Regions from separate parts of the Mus musculus genome. Here all the other regions are linked to region 1. The links are chromatin contacts, called in public HiChIP or PLAC-seq and promoter capture Hi-C maps. All regions are on one chromosome and are shown on one strand. Each heading gives the region's core, a stretch centred on a gene start, on an enhancer-like site or on the middle of the called end of the contact. The rest is flanking DNA. Distances are from core to core; before and after follow the strand shown. Region 1 holds the start of Fosb (FBJ osteosarcoma oncogene B). Region 2 holds the start of Cblc (Casitas B-lineage lymphoma c). Region 3 holds the start of Nectin2 (nectin cell adhesion molecule 2). Region 4 holds the start of Clptm1 (cleft lip and palate associated transmembrane protein 1). Region 5 holds the start of Clasrp (CLK4-associating serine/arginine rich protein).

What was found. Promoter capture Hi-C pulls out the DNA fragments that hold promoters and counts their contacts. HiChIP or PLAC-seq counts read pairs in DNA pulled down with a chosen protein or histone mark.
Region 2: a contact with region 1 is called in an HNF4G HiChIP or PLAC-seq map of pancreatic cancer cells. The contact joins the promoter of Cblc here to the promoter of Fosb in region 1. A contact is called at or near these places in 3 of 39 promoter capture datasets (embryonic stem cells, liver and maxillary cranial neural crest) and 2 of 115 datasets of contacts at active chromatin or transcription factors (bone marrow-derived macrophages and pancreatic cancer cells).
Region 3: an HNF4G HiChIP or PLAC-seq map of pancreatic cancer cells shows a contact between it and region 1. The contact joins the promoter of Nectin2 here to the promoter of Fosb in region 1. A contact is called at or near these places in 1 of 39 promoter capture datasets (cranial neural crest) and 3 of 115 datasets of contacts at active chromatin or transcription factors (embryonic stem cells and pancreatic cancer cells).
Region 4: a contact with region 1 is called in a promoter capture Hi-C map of pre-B cells, with 4 times the contacts expected there. The contact joins the promoter of Clptm1 here to the promoter of Fosb in region 1. A contact is called at or near these places in 5 of 39 promoter capture datasets (the C10 cell line, liver, pre-B cells and 1 more) and 3 of 115 datasets of contacts at active chromatin or transcription factors (bone marrow-derived macrophages, embryonic stem cells and pancreatic cancer cells).
Region 5: a promoter capture Hi-C map of liver shows a contact between it and region 1. The contact joins the promoter of Clasrp here to the promoter of Fosb in region 1. A contact is called at or near these places in 8 of 39 promoter capture datasets (the C10 cell line, cranial neural crest, embryonic stem cells and 4 more), 1 of 484 Hi-C or Micro-C datasets (embryonic stem cells), 3 of 115 datasets of contacts at active chromatin or transcription factors (bone marrow-derived macrophages, effector CD8 T cells and embryonic stem cells) and 1 of 9 other capture datasets (pancreatic islet).

What each region holds. Positions count from the first base shown.
Region 1 is chr7:19,308,493-19,311,400 of GRCm38.p6, reverse strand. Fosb (FBJ osteosarcoma oncogene B) reads left to right here and starts at 1,356. Exons shown (of 4, transcript NM_008036.2): 1 at 1,356-2,095. The coding sequence starts at 1,970.
Region 2 is chr7:19,795,359-19,798,266 of GRCm38.p6, reverse strand. Cblc (Casitas B-lineage lymphoma c) reads left to right here and starts at 1,458. Exons shown (of 12, transcript NM_023224.5): 1 at 1,458-1,834. The coding sequence starts at 1,485.
Region 3 is chr7:19,748,088-19,750,995 of GRCm38.p6, reverse strand. Nectin2 (nectin cell adhesion molecule 2) reads left to right here and starts at 1,423. Exons shown (of 9, transcript NM_008990.3): 1 at 1,423-1,781. The coding sequence starts at 1,694. It overlaps Gm34744 (a long non-coding RNA gene), which reads right to left and starts at 1,426. Exons shown (of 3, transcript XR_881878.3): 1 at 1,047-1,426.
Region 4 is chr7:19,663,594-19,666,501 of GRCm38.p6, reverse strand. Clptm1 (cleft lip and palate associated transmembrane protein 1) reads left to right here and starts at 1,472. Exons shown (of 14, transcript NM_019649.2): 1 at 1,472-1,568. The coding sequence starts at 1,497.
Region 5 is chr7:19,602,945-19,605,852 of GRCm38.p6, reverse strand. It overlaps Clasrp (CLK4-associating serine/arginine rich protein), which reads left to right and starts at 1,367. Exons shown (of 21, transcript NM_016680.5): 1 at 1,367-1,441; 2 at 2,548-2,663. The coding sequence starts at 2,565.

The DNA of each region.
Region 1 (2,908 bases), core at 107-2,606:
ATTATTATTATTATTATTACTACATATGAGTACTGGTTGTTTTCTGTCTTTGCATGCATGTGGAGATCAGAGAACAATTTTTAGGAGTCATTTTTCTTCTTCCACCGTGAGTCCCAGGGATGGGACTCAGGTTGTCAGGTATGTGTAGCAAGCTCCTTTACCTGTGAACCATCTTGCTGGGGCTGATACCTGCTGATTGCTAAACACATGCCACCGATTATATTAATGCACTAGTATTTTATTTATTTATTTTTCGAGACAGGGTTTCTCTGTGTAGCCCTGGCTGTCCTGGAACTCACTCTGTAGAACAAGCTGGTTTCGAACTCACAGAGATCTCCCTGCTTCTGCTGGGATTAAAGATGTGTGCTGCTGCCGCAGCTGCCACCACCACCAGACACCACCAATTATTATTGTTCAATTATTATTGTATACACACTTTCTTTTCTGTCTCCTGAGCTAAGTGGGAAGGAGAGGCTTCCAACACCATCAAGCCTGAAGAACTCACCGGGTGTGGGTTCCTACCTGCTCCAATTCTGCAGGTCCCCCAGATTCAGGGACCCGGAAAAGCCACCTATCCTTTGCTTAGCTATGAGTACTGAAGTTTTAGATCAGGGAGGGAGCACATTTTCCAAGCTCACCGAGTCACACAGAATCCGTGACAAAGCTAGTGGGGAGGGGACTGCATCCTTACCCATCCCTACACCTGGAGATATCACAGACTCTCCAATTCCTCCTGAGCCTCAGTTTCCCCACCTAGACTGATTATACCCCTCTCGCCAGAATCTGCACTGGGGACCTTGCTCTTTTTCACCAGCAGGGGCGCTGCACCGGTTTGGGGAGGGTGGGGTCCCAGGGGTATAAGCAGACCTGGGATCTGGAGTTGCACCTTCTCCAACCCGGGTCAGCAGGGGCCTTCTGAGGGAGTTTAGGCGCCTGTCAATCTCAGCCTCCGGGACAGCGTGGAACTGCGCAGGCGCGGGCGGGTTCCGCACAGCGCAACAGCGGGCGCGCGCAGGAGCGAGGGATTCCCTCTGACGTAATTGCTAGGATACCAAACAAACACTGGGCCGCGCTGGCCGAGCTCCTTATATGGCTAATTGCGTCACAGGAACTCCGGGGAGGGCGGGGCGGGATCCCCTCCCGCGAAGCCCCTCAGAACGCAGCCTTGGGGACCCCCGAGACCCCCAGGGTCACACTATGGGCAGGTGGCAGGTGCACGAGGCCCTGGAGGGCGCCACAAGGAGCTCAGTCGGCGGGAAGGGAGAGTTTGGGAGGTTTGTGCATGGAGTTGCGGGTGACGCAAGCGCGGGGGCGGGTCCCGGAGGCATAAATTCAGCCCGGCAGCTCCCGGTTTCATTCATAAGACTGGAGCGGCTACGCCGGGGACACGCGGAGCCGGGGCTTGCTGGACTTGACTACTGGTGACTCTTTCTTTTTCTTCTTCTTGGAGGCCGTGAAAAATTTATATATATATATTTATATATATTTTTAAACTGGAGAGAAAGTTTTGTGGGTTTCCTTTTTGCAAGACTCTTTCTAGATCGTTCTTCCGATTCGTCCGGAGGATAGACTTTCTTTCTGTGGGCTTCTGGATCGCGCCCCTCTGCTCTCCCTCATTTCTTGGGACGCTTCGACAGGATTGGAACTGCATCTGAAGCGCACGCTGCACCGCGGCACTGCCCGGCGGGTTTCTGGGCGGGGAGCGATCCCCGCGTCGCCCCCCGTGAAACCGACAGAGCCTGGACTTTCAGGAGGTACAGCGGCGGTCTGAAGGGGATCTGGGATCTTGCAGAGGGAACTTGCATCGAAACTTGGGCAGTTCTCCGAACCGGAGACTAAGCTTCCCCGAGCAGCGCACTTTGGAGACGTGTCCGGTCTACTCCGGACTCGCATCTCATTCCACTCGGCCATAGCCTTGGCTTCCCGGCGACCTCAGCGTGGTCACAGGGGCCCCCCTGTGCCCAGGGAAATGTTTCAAGCTTTTCCCGGAGACTACGACTCCGGCTCCCGGTGTAGCTCATCACCCTCCGCCGAGTCTCAGTACCTGTCTTCGGTGGACTCCTTCGGCAGTCCACCCACCGCCGCCGCCTCCCAGGTAAGTTTTAGATCGTAAAGATTCTACTTTAGTGGTTGGGGGGGGGGGTGTTTCTTTCAGGCTAAAGTGTAGATTGAGCATCCTCTCAAATAGAGACGCGCCAAAACCCAGGATCTGGGATTGCAATAGTTCGGTTTGCACTTTGGTTTTTTGTTGTTTGCAAACTGCAAAGAATGGAGTGATGTTTGCAAAAGGTTATTTGCGCGGAGCGCGGGAAAGGAATGCAGCTGGGCAAACGTTGGCGATGCCCGGTGCAAAGTATATACCCGGTGGTTAGCAGAAGCTGAGAACTTTTAGCCGAAAGCCGGCTCCCTAAGCCGAAGCTAGGCAAGTAGGGGAAGAAAAAGAAACAAAAAATTCCAGAGAAGCTTCCAGGAGCCTCCTCCTCTTCCCTCTTCCTTCAAAACGCGGACTGCAAGTCCGCAGTCACCCTCCACCCAGCAAGAGTTAGGGCCTCGAACCCCGGTCACGCTGCCTCCGCCTCCTGCGCGGAGACGTAACGGGGGACCCGTGCGTAAAGGCTGACGCGCTGGAATCCTCCGTCTGACGCGGGGCACGCACAGCGCGCAGCGCCCCCTCCGCCCGCCCCGCCCCTGACGTCCCGGGCACGTTCTATTTTGGAACGCCGAGGCCACGTTGCTAAGGGAGGGGGCAGCGTGGCTTTGTGATTGGCTGTCGCGGCGCGAGCTTTAGCCAATCAGCGTTCCCTTCCTATTTGTAGAGCGTAGCTCCCTTCCTTGCTTTTTGTGGTTCTTCCCGTGCTGGGGGTCTCCAAGAGGGAGAGCTAGGGGATTCTTGTCGCGATCGGGGGAC
Region 2 (2,908 bases), core at 209-2,708, 490 kb before region 1:
TTATTTACGTGCGTGCATGACTGTGGACACATGTGGAGGTCAGAGGACAGCTCATATTACTCCCTTCTCTCCTGCCACTCTGTGGGTTCTGAGAACCAAATTCAGGCTGTCAGGATTGGTGAGGAGCACTTTCACCCAATGAGCCAAATTCCCAACCCCGTTCGGTTGTTAGAAACAGAACCTTGCTTTGTAGCCCAGGCTGGACCATAATTCAACATCTTTGTTCTCTTCTTCCTGAATAATTAGGTTTAAAATTATCTGAAAACACATTCAACTTCAATTTTTTATGTTTGTTTGTTTGTTTGTTTTGGAGACAGGATTTCTCTGTGTAACTCTGGCTTACCTGGAACTCTCAATGTGTAGACCAGGCTGGCTCTAAATCAGAAATTAGTCTCCCTCTGACTCCATCGTGCTGGGATTTTTTTTTTTTAATAATAAAAGATATTGTACCAGGCATGCCCCGTGCCTTTAGTCCAAGCATTTGGGAGGCAGAGGCAGACAGATCTCTGTGAGCTTGATGCCAGCCTGGTCTACAGAGAGAGTTCCAGGACGCCCAGGGTTGTATGGTGAGATACTGTCTAAAAAAACAAAGCTAGAACAACAAAGTGTGTGTGTGTGTGTGTGTGTGTGTGTGTGTGTGTGTGTGTGTGCTTACCCAGGGTGTCTTCAGAGGACAGAGGCTTCAGATCTCCTGGATCTGGAGTTTTTGCCAAACAGGGAGGGAGAGGAAGGGAGAGGAAGGGAGAAGGAGAGAGTGAGAGAGCAGGCAGGCTGAGGAGTCAGTACCGGGCCTAGCTGGGGTGGTGGCTGGCTTGCTGGATGCCCTGGGTGCCCTGGGGCAGAGAGAACCGTGTCCACGGCGCCCTCTGGTGGCTGTCTGAAGCATAATCAGGGCGGACCTACAGGTCTGGCAGGTTGGGGTGCAAACCTGCCCGGCAGCCACTTCCTGCAGCCCTGTGCATTCCTGAACGCCACTTTCCGCCACACCCCTTTCACCTCTTTTGAAAATCTGGGTACTTAAACTGTAACTAAATTTCCCTTACCTGCCACGGGAGCCCGAACTCCGGTGGTTCTAGTACCTTACCTCGGGGACATAGAGTAACTACTTGACTTTCTGTTCTTAGAAGACTCAGCTCTCTGACTCCCCTATGAAGAAAGACTGACAGCTTCAGCCACAATTCATGAAAGGGTGCCTTGTCCCAGAGCCCTACTTGCGGAACCACCTCTTTTCTCAACACCAATAAATCCAGACTCTAGCCCTCCTCTCTCAGACCCAGGGGTCTAGTCCCAGCTCTCCTCCCTCAGACTCTACAGGCGTCCAGCTTCAGCCGTCCTCCCTCAGACTCTCCAGGCCGGCCCCTTTTACCTACAGTCCCCTCCTGGTCCTCCAGGACCTGCCCCCTGCTCCCTCTTGGTCCCGCCCCTACCTGGAGCCTTTCCCCGCCACACCCCTCCGTCCCAGTCCCAAGCCACCCGAGGGACCCATGGCTGCGGCGGCAGCCCCGCGAGGGTGGCAGCGGGGCGAGCCACGCGCGCTTAGCCGGGCGGTGAAGTTGCTCCAGCGCCTAGAAGAGCAATGCAGGGATCCCAGGATGGTCACGGGGCCCCCGTCCCTGCGGGACCTGCTGCCCCGCACCGCGCAGCTACTTGGAGAGGTGGCAAAGGCCCGGCGCGAGGCCAGGGAAGACCCCGAGGGTCCCGGTGGCGCCGATGACTTTCTGGCCATCTACCTGGCCAATCTGGAGGTCAAAGGCAGGCAGGTGGCGGAGCTCCTGCCACCCCGAGGCAAAAAGGACGTGAACCAGGATGTTTTCCGGGAGGGCTCCAGATTCAGGTGAGCGCTAACCTACCTCAGAGACAAGTCACAAACTAGTGATTTCCGGATTGTGTGCCACCAGCCGCCTGTTCCCTCAGACCCAGGGGTCCAGGTTCCACCCTCCTCCTTCAGACCCAGAAGTACAAGCTTCAACTCTCCTCAATCAGACCCAAAAGTCAAGACCCTTTATTCCATCAGACCCAGGAGTACAGGTCCAGCCTTCCTCCCCATTATTCCCCCCTTTAAGCACCCTTGCCTCCAGGCCCCCTTTCTTCCTTTTGTAGATCAGCTTGAACCTGGGGTGCAGGCGTGTGTCTCTCCTAGAAGAGCAAACTTCAGCTGGGCAGTGGTGGCGCACGCCTTCAATCCCACTGGGAGACAGAGGCAGACGAATTTCTGAGTTCGAGGCCAGCCTGGTCTACAAAGAGTTCCAGGACAGCCAGGGCTACACAGAGAAACCCTGTCTCGGAACAACAACAAAAAATAAAAGAGCAAACTTCCTGTTGGGGAGGCAGGATGAGTTGGACCCACCTGTCCAGCCTGAGAAACAGGCCAGCCCCCACTCCCACCTCCACTTCCACCTGTCTGGGTTCCAGCAAAGATGTCTGTTCCAAGGATCTTAGACGTGCCTGCCCTCTGGCTTGTGGGACAACTGCATAGAACTGGAGCTGGAACCCAGAGCAAGGTCTAAACTGGTGATTTGGGTCTGGCTCCCTAGCCTTGTTGTGACTTGCCTGAATAAATAAATATATATATCACATATATATATATAGTATAATATATAGAGACACACATGTGCATATATATGTGTATATATATGTATGTATGTGTGTGTGTATATATAATGAAAATACATATCTCTTTTTTCTTTCTTTCTTCCTTTCTTTCTTCCTTTCTTTTTTTCTTTCTTATGTAGTTCCAGCTGGCCTTTAAACTCGATCTGTAGACCAGGCTGGCCTCAAACTCACAGAGATCCACCTCCCTCTGCCTCCTGAGTACTGGGGTCAAAGGGCTCTGGCACCACAATCAGCCCAGAGTAATAAACTGGTTCTCTTGTTTGGTTGGTAGATTGGTTGGTTGTTTTTGGATCCC
Region 3 (2,908 bases), core at 174-2,673, 440 kb before region 1:
AGCCAGGACGACAGGAGATGCCATCTCATAAAACAAAACCAAGGTGGGTGGAATGGCTTCAAAGGTTGTGCCACCAAACTTGGCTACGTGAGTTGGGGCCCCGGCACCCACTTGCTGCTTCCAACTCAAAGCAAGTTGTTATTTGCCCTTCAGAAGTCAGCACGGCCTGCACACACACAAAATAATCAGCAAGCAAACAAATAGGAGCATTAACAAGAGTGGAAAGCAAGTTGGTCAGAGCCAGGGTCCACTCCTTGGGCCTTGCCACATGGGAGAGGGGCTTCATGTATGTGGCCGGTGGAGAAGGGGCCCTACCCCAGCCCAGGTGGCTCTCTCACAAGAAACCCCCAAATGCCTGGCCCTTGGGGAGGATTTGGCTGTCAGGTACTTCAGCAGCGGAGTACCTGTTCCCCTCCCCCATCCCCAACAAGTGGACCTTCTCATTAGCTCCACTCGGCGGCCCTGGGAATGTGAAAAGGCGGGTGGGGGTGGGGAGGGTGGAGCGTCTACGAAGAGACAAAAGGGCCGCCTCAAAACCAGCCACAAAGACCACAGGATTCTGGTGAGATAGAGAAAGTGGGACAAGGACAACCGGAAGGGACTGGTAGGGCCAGAGGACAGACTGACTGGTCCAGCCCCACCCAGCGGGGTTCGGCCTGCTGGGTTGGTTTATGCTGCCCCCTCGCGGAAGGCTGCGATATAAAAAAAGGATACTGGGTGGGAGGGACGCAGAGGCCAGATGCAGGGACAGGAATATTAAGAGTGACACAGAAAAAAACTATGAGACAAGAAACAGAAAGTGACAGGGACGCAAAGAGAGACGCACACAGTCAAAGGAATGCAACGAGACACGGGGACTAAGTGACATAGGCACATGGACAGACAAAGAAACACCAGAGCAGAGCCACAGAGAAACATGGGGATGCGGAGGGAGACTCAGAGGTAGAGAAAGAGGAGAAATCTGGAAAGAAATGATGCGGCGACACGAGAACCCAGGGCAGAGATCAGAAAGAAATGGGGTCCACTAAGAAGTGACCCCGACCTACCACAGCAGCAGGACTAGGAGAAAGGCTGGGACAGGGGTGTGGCCTCACCAAGGGGCGGTGCCTCAGGAAGGGAGGCCCTATGAGAGCCCACATACTCAGGCTAACCAGAGGGCAGTGGGGCGTGGTCTGGGCGAGAAGGCATGGCTTCTCCTGGTGGGAGGCGACCGGAAGTTTAGAAGGGGGTGTGACCGCGTCTCATTAGAGTGACCAGTAGGGGGCGCAGTGGGTCTTCCCGGGTTGTGTGTGGGCGTGGCTCCATGTCGAGTGGGCGTGGTCAAATAGTTAATTCCAGGAGAAGGCGGAGATAGAATCGTGGGGCCAGACAGGTGTGGGACGCGGGATGGGCGGGGTCTTAGCCCTGAGAGGGGCGGAGCCTGAGCCCTAGGATCGGCTTGGCGAAGAGGGGCGGGGCCTGTGACGTCATGAGTCCGGCCCGCTGGAGCTAAGCGAGGGGCCGGGGGGCGCGGATCCTGAGAGCCAGGCGAGGGAAAGCTGGGCCGAACGAACTGATCCGGGGAGCCGTGAGCGGCGGAAGCCGGCCTGGAGCCGGACACTTCAGACCCCTGACTGCCCTCCCAGCCGATCGGTACACGAAGAGTGGTCCCTAGGCACCCCCTGCCCGGGCCCAGTCCCTCCCCGGGCCCCCCATGGCCCGGGCCGCAGTCCTCCCGCCGTCCAGATTGTCACCGACGCTGCCGTTGTTGCCGCTGCTACTGCTCCTGCTTCAGGAAACAGGTGAAAACGCGCGGATGCCTTCGTCAGTCCTCAGAAGGGAGGGAACGGGGCATCGTCCCCCACCTCACTCCCAGCTCCCCGAGGCCCCTTTCCCTCGTGCCCCCTTCTAGGTTGGCCCTACTGATCGAGATTCTCGCAACACACCGGGCTCTCTCTCCGAGTCTCCTAACCTCCCTCTCTGCACCTCGCGTAATCACAAGTGTCCATTCTAACCCGGGTTTCTGACCCCCTCCACCTCCCTCGGCGTGGAAAGGGTTAAATCCTCCCCATCCTGTGCTGATCACTTATCCGGAATCTGGATTTCCGTCTCTGCTCTCCCCCCTCAGGAATGTGGAGAATGTTCCCCCCACTCACACTAGCTGGAGGGTCGTGATGGTGAGGAGGGACGACACCCCCCCCCCTTTTTTTTCTTTTCCTTCTTGTTGGGTTGGGCATCCGAGGCCCGGGGAGAATTGGGCGCGAGGGGACCCACAGTCGAGGTTCCCAAGACGAGTGTGTGTTGGGGGGGGGATGAGTTCGGTCTTTGGGAGCCCTTGGCAAACCAATGATGAGAGTTGGGGGCACTCAGGGGCAGGAAGGGTGTGAGTCTGGAGTGCAAGCCTCAGGGAGTTTACAGACACTGACCCCTGGGTTCTGGGAAAATTAAGAGGTTCTGCCTCCAGGATCTCAGAAGGCGAGCCTAACCCGGGTCTAGATAGAATTGGAGAAAAGGGGTTCAAACTTGTGGGTCTTGGGTTTAACTGTGGGCAAAGAGCTCTGCTCGCTGGGGTCCAGGTGCAGTTAGGGTCCAGAGGCACTATCTTGGCAGGTTCGGATTTAGCTGTAGGCAATGGAATTTAATGATCAAGGGACTCTGACCTTTACCCCTCTGCCCCCAAATATAATCAAAGGCTTAAAGACGTAGCCTGAAATTGGGAACTTAGTCGGCTGTGTCCCAGGTAGAGTCAGAGCCCGGGAGGTTTGCAGTTTTCCTCCCCTTCCCCCTTTCCTTGTGAGTGGCAACGTCCCTGGGGAAGTTTTCCGGTATCGCTTTCACCTAGTTTGGGAGGGGCGGGGCGGGGCTGGAGCGCTAAGAGTCCCAACTCCTGGTTTCGGGACCTTATCTCTCCTTTGGTCACGCCTTTGTC
Region 4 (2,908 bases), core at 223-2,722, 350 kb before region 1:
CAATCTTTGACTTTTTAGTTACTATAAAATTTGAGAACTTTTTGTAACTGATATAATTCACTAACTTTGTAGCTAACAATTTGAGAGATTTTGTATCTAATGTAAAATCATGGTGTTCTTGTGCTGTGCCATGAAACAAACGTTCGTGAACCCCAAAAAGACCACCAAGGAGCCAAATCCAAAGCAATTGCATTAGGATCTTTTTATTCAAGCTCTTGTTGCGGTGTAGCCTAGAACTAGTGCTAGGTACCGGCCTGTTAGTTTACTTGAGTTCAATCTTAAGTCAGATTCTCTGAGATGGAGTCTGAACCCAAAGGAATTGGTCTCTCACTTGTTTAATGTGCTGAGACATAACCTGTAATCCCCGATAGCACTCCTAGCACTCCTGAGGATGAGGCTAGAAGATGCCGCAAGTTCTATGCTTGCCACAGCCAGGGCTTCATTTCAAGACCTTTCCCTTTACCCATCAAAACGAACAAACAAAAGGAGAAAATAGGATTATTACTCTCATGTATGTTATGTTTTAATCCCAGTATTCTGGAGGCTGAGGCAGGAGGATCAGGAGTTGAGGCCGGCCTGGGCTACAGAATGAGATCCTGTCTTTGTGTTTAAAGATTCGAGGTTTGCAAGAAAGCACAGACCCCTAATGGAAGACGAGTGCTAAACTAAGCGGCCTAAAAGCGGCTAAGGTCCGGGATGAAGGTGGCTCAGCGGCTAAGAGCATATCTGCTCTTCCAGAGGTCCCGAGTTTACTTCCGAGCAACCACACGGTGGCTCACAACCATCTATAAGGTGATCTGATGCCCTCTGCTGACATAAAGATACAGTGCTCGTGTACATAAAACAAATAAACGAGTCTTTATTTGAAAAAAGTGACTAGGGTCCCATTTCCAGGTGTGGTGTCCGTAAGAAAGCAGATACGGCCTAAGGATGAACTACAGTCTCCGAGGGTTGATGACGAAAGCTTAAGACAAGGAAATCGCATCAGAAGCGAAAAGAACAAAGTAATGACCACCCCTTAGGTCGAAAATCCGCAGCCAGAGAGGGGTTTTCTCTTCAAGAGGGGCGTGGCTCTAGCGAATCGCTACGGTGGCCGGAAAAGCTCCGAAACCATCGACTTTGTAAAACCCGAGAAGAAACGGCCATCCGAACTGCGGTGGAATTGCTTGGGAAGACCATACAATCAAAAAAATAACCATCCACCTTGGCCGAGTGTAACAAGTAGAACCCATGAAAAGAGCATTTCCTGCTATAGAAAGTTCAAGCACTCGGAGAAGTCACTCCCTGCTAGACCAAAACAACCAAATTGCGGTGAAAGGGGCGGACGTCGAGTACGGTGGCCTAGTTGGTCCTTCAAGAGGGCGTGGCTTGAGGCGCTCCATTCTGATACGGAAGCCTGGTGGGGACGGGTTAAGCGTAAAATCTCGCGCGATCGCGCTGGCGCCGTCGGGGACGGGGCGGGGCTGGCGGCGGGGGCGGGGACCCGGAGCAGGAAGATGGCGGCGGCGCAGGAGGCGGACGGGGCCGGCAGCGCCGTGGTGGCGGCCGGGGGAGGCAGCTCTGGTCAGGTACGGAGGCCGAGAGGTGCCTGAGGGGGCTCTTCCCCAGCGGGGGGCACCCCTGCAGGGAGTGTCTTGTCCTTTTTGGAGGAACCCGGTGCACCGGGGGCTCCATGCCCCAGAGGGACCTTGAATATTGGGCCCTGGCGGCGCCCGGCCGCCCAGGAGGCCGGACGGTGGCGGGAACCCGGCCCTGTTGCGCGCCGGGTCTCCTGCAGGCTCGCGCCGGGCGTCCAGCGGACTCCTTGCTCGAGCGGAGGAGAGGGTGGCGCGGAGGGGCGCAGACTCGGTCCTCGACTGTGTGGTTCCAGCCTCCAGCACTGTTTCTAGAGAGGGCTGGTGTTCCTGGTCCGCTCCGCAGTGCCCGAGATCGGGGGCAGTGGTTGGTTAATTGAGAGTTTTCAAGCTCAGGGCAAATACGGTAATTGTGGTGGGTAGAGGGCATGGGCTGCGGAGGCCGACCGACCCATTTCACAGACAAGGATCCGAGGGACGACAAGACGAAGGCGCTTGTAGAAGGTCACCCAGGTTAGTTTTGGTGTCCGTTCTAGGAAAAAGCTGACTGTGGGTGGTCTGGGCTGAGATGGGCGCTGTTTTAGCCCAAGCTGATCAAATAAATAGAGAAATAATTGATCCAGGCGCGTTTGCCTCCCAACCCATTACCACCTCAAATAAACTGAGACCTCAGAGCATAGCAGTTCACTCAGGCACCGTGCAGGCTTCTGCTGGAATTGATGGAGTGGAAGCAAGGTGCTGTCGACCCACCCACTGGGATGTCACTGCCGTGTAGGAGGCAGCTCAGGGGTGAGGAGTACCGACTGGGAGGGGTGCATGTAGCTGACTGGATGTGACCTTGGACAAGTTTTCTTCCTTTGGGTCTTTATTTCCCCAGTGGTTAATGGAGGACTTGGGCGAGAGGGCCAGCCTTATGGCTATAAAGATGTCTCCAGTCATGTCCCTGCAGTGAGGGGAGTGGGAGAGGAGATGGTAGCGTAAACAGACTCGGGAAGTGACAGAAGTCGGGATGAGGGGCTGTAGGGTCTCAAAGGAGGGGGACAGATACACTCAAGTGATGAGGTAGAACCCACCTTTTCTGACTGAGTCTTTCTGGCATTTCCAACCAGACCTTGGGTGCACACAGCTCAGGAAATTGCTGGTTTATCCCTGCTGTGGTGAATACACCAGCGGGGTCTGCAGGGACGTCCTAGCCTCTGGTCCTTGGGACTGGCTCCTGTAAGTTTCTGTTGATTATTGGGTGGCAGTGGCGTGAGAGACTGTTGAGCTTCCAGTCACATGTGGAGCCTCTCTGGTTCCCATCTCTGCTCTAAATCTTTGCTTTGTGACTTTGG
Region 5 (2,908 bases), core at 118-2,617, 290 kb before region 1:
TACAGATGGTTGTGAGCCACCATGTGGTTGCTGGGAATTGAACTCAGGACCTCCAGAAGAAGAGTCAGTGCTCTTAACCGCCGAGCCATTTCTCCAGCCCCTGGAAGCTCAATTTCTAATCTGGATCTTGAGATGGGAAGACACACTTTTAATCCAGCTCTAATCTGGGCCACGATTTCTGCTGGATTGTATATAGGGATGTGGAAGAAGGAAGCTTTAGGTATTTGCCTGCTTGCCATCGTCTTGCTAGCAAGTCCATTCCTTCACTGGCGTTAGAGCCTTCTCTGTGGTTCTAGTGTATACTGAAGACCAGCTGAGGCATCCAGCCTTGTAGCCCGAGCATCTACTGATCTACTGAGTTCTTGGCCTTTCTGTTCCTAGCCTGCTATTGTTGAATTAACTGAACACAACCTACAGATAATTTTTATTAATCCCACATATATGTCTGTGTGTATACATATATATTTATATATACATATACACGTACATATATGTATACATATATATGTACATATAGGATTAAATAAAATTATATAATATATATGTGTGTGTATACATCTCAGAGAAACATACACCTTCAGGCATACACATAATATTTTTTTTCCGAGACAGGGTTTCTCTGTGTAGCCCTGGCTGTCCTGGAACTCACTTTGTAGACCAGGCTGGCCTCGAACTCAGAAATCTACCTGCCTCTGCCTCCCAAGTGCTGGGATTAAAAGGCGTGTGCCACCACTGTCCGGCAATATAAATCTTTTAAAAAGACTTTTCTATTTTTGTATTTTATGCATATGGGTGTTTTCTCGGCATGTATGCACATCAGAATAGGGCACTGGATCCCATAGGACTACAGTTAAGAGACTGGTTGTTGGGCTGGTGAGATGGCTCAGTGGGTAAGAGCACCCGACTGCTCTTCCGAAGGTCCAGAGTTCAAATCCCAGCAACCACATGGTGGCTCACAACCATCTGTAATGAGATCTGACTCCCTCTTCTGGAATGTCTGAAGACAGCTACAGTGTACTTACATATAATAAATAAATAAATCTTTAAAAAAAAAAAAAAAAAAAAAGAGACTGGTTGTGAGCCCTATGTGAGTGCGGGCAATTAAACTCAGGACCTTGGCGAGAGCTTCCAGTTCTCAATCGATTGTCACCACTCCAGCCCCTAAAAGAAATAAATCTTTAAAAACAACAACAAAACGTGTCTGGAATTCTGGGTTCCTCTACTTAAGCTCTCACTTTTAGGACAGGTCCCAGATGGTGCCACCCTGCAGGCCCCGCCCATAATCGCGAGAGCCACGCCCACATCCCAGAGCCCTTCCTCTCGACCGCGGAAGTGCCTTTTGTGCAGCGCCGCCTCTCTCCTTCGCTCAACCTCTCACTTCCGCTTCCGGTGTGGGTCGTGAGCGCGCGCGAGCGCAGCAGTGGGAGGCGGCGACTGGCCGGTGAGTGCAGGCATCCGACCCCGACCTCCCGGCTTCCGAGCGGTGGCAGTCGACCTCATCCTTGTCCGAGGCGCTCCGGAGATCACCGTGGGTGTCCGCCGGGCCCCGACGGCGGCCCCGCCTGCTTCCGCCCTGACAGGCCTCAGGCTGCGCCCCTCGCCCCTCCTCAGGCCCGAATCCGGGCTTTGGGGTTCGGCACGGACCCTGGTCCCCAGACGCAGCTCCGTCCCTGTCTTTCACCCATCGCTCCGGCCCAGGGCCGCACTCTCTCTTTTTAGCCTGCCTGGCCGGCTTCACGTCCCTCCTTTAGAGCTCAGCCGCCTGACCATCTTCATCCTCTGTCCACGCCCTTCACCTGGCCTCACCCCCCTCCCCAAGCGTGTCTGGGCTGTGCTGTTGCCTCTCTCCACTAACCTACCTTACAACACTGCTGCACCCCCCTCCCGTACCATGCATGGTTCCTGCAGAGGGATCTTAGGGGTTCTTGTGAGCCCAGCCCTGGCAGCTACGGATCGGTTTCAGACATTCCTTTTATTTCAAAAATTCCATTTTTATTTTTCCAGACAGCATCTCACTATGTAGCCTTGGCTAGCCTGGAACTTAGTACATAAACCAGGCTGGCTCCATACTCAGACATCTGCCTGTCCTGCCTTCCCACTGCTGAGATTCAAGGCATGCACCATCACTCCCAGCCATTTTTTTTTTAATTAAAGTAGGATCTCCATATTTAGGTTACACTGGACAGTGTAACCAAGGCTGGCCTTGAACTCAAGACAGTTCTGCATCAGCCTTCCAAAGGCTATCTACTCTATAGTCTTTCATATGGACTTTAGCGAGCAGAATCTAGGAGGATTTTTTTTCCCAGGAGAAGATCTTACCTAGGTCACAGAGAGCTTTCTCATAGTTCTGGAGCTACTGCCACAGGACTGTTAGGAGTCCTTTTGTGCACTCAGCGTCCTGGTCTGCAGCAGGGTCTCTCTCTCCCCTGAAGCCATGGGACTTGGAATTTAGTCCATCAGGATCAACCCCAACATGTCAGAGGACTGTAACTCTACCCACGTGGTCTTTATAGTCCCTTTGACATGTCTGGTGCCCTCCTCCCTCAGGCAGAAGCCTCAGCACCATGTGGCACGAGGCTCGGAAGCATGAGCGGAAACTTCGAGGCATGATGGTGGACTACAAGAAGAGGGCGGAGCGGCGTCGGGAGTACTATGAGAAGATTGTGAGTGAGCAGACTTGAGTGTGGGGCGGGCGGGCTCCAGAGGGAAGGGCCCTGGGCTTGGAGGTGTGTCAAGGCAAGAGCTCTTTTTCCTCACAATCCTAGTCGTCTTCCCCCACACCCCCTTCCACTGTGGCCATTTTTCTATGGTGTTGGAGATAGAAGTCTGGGCCGTGCAGTGCACCACCTGAGCTGCCCTTACCCCGTCTCTTGTTAGGTAGATGGTCTTTTTAGGTAACCTAGGCAGG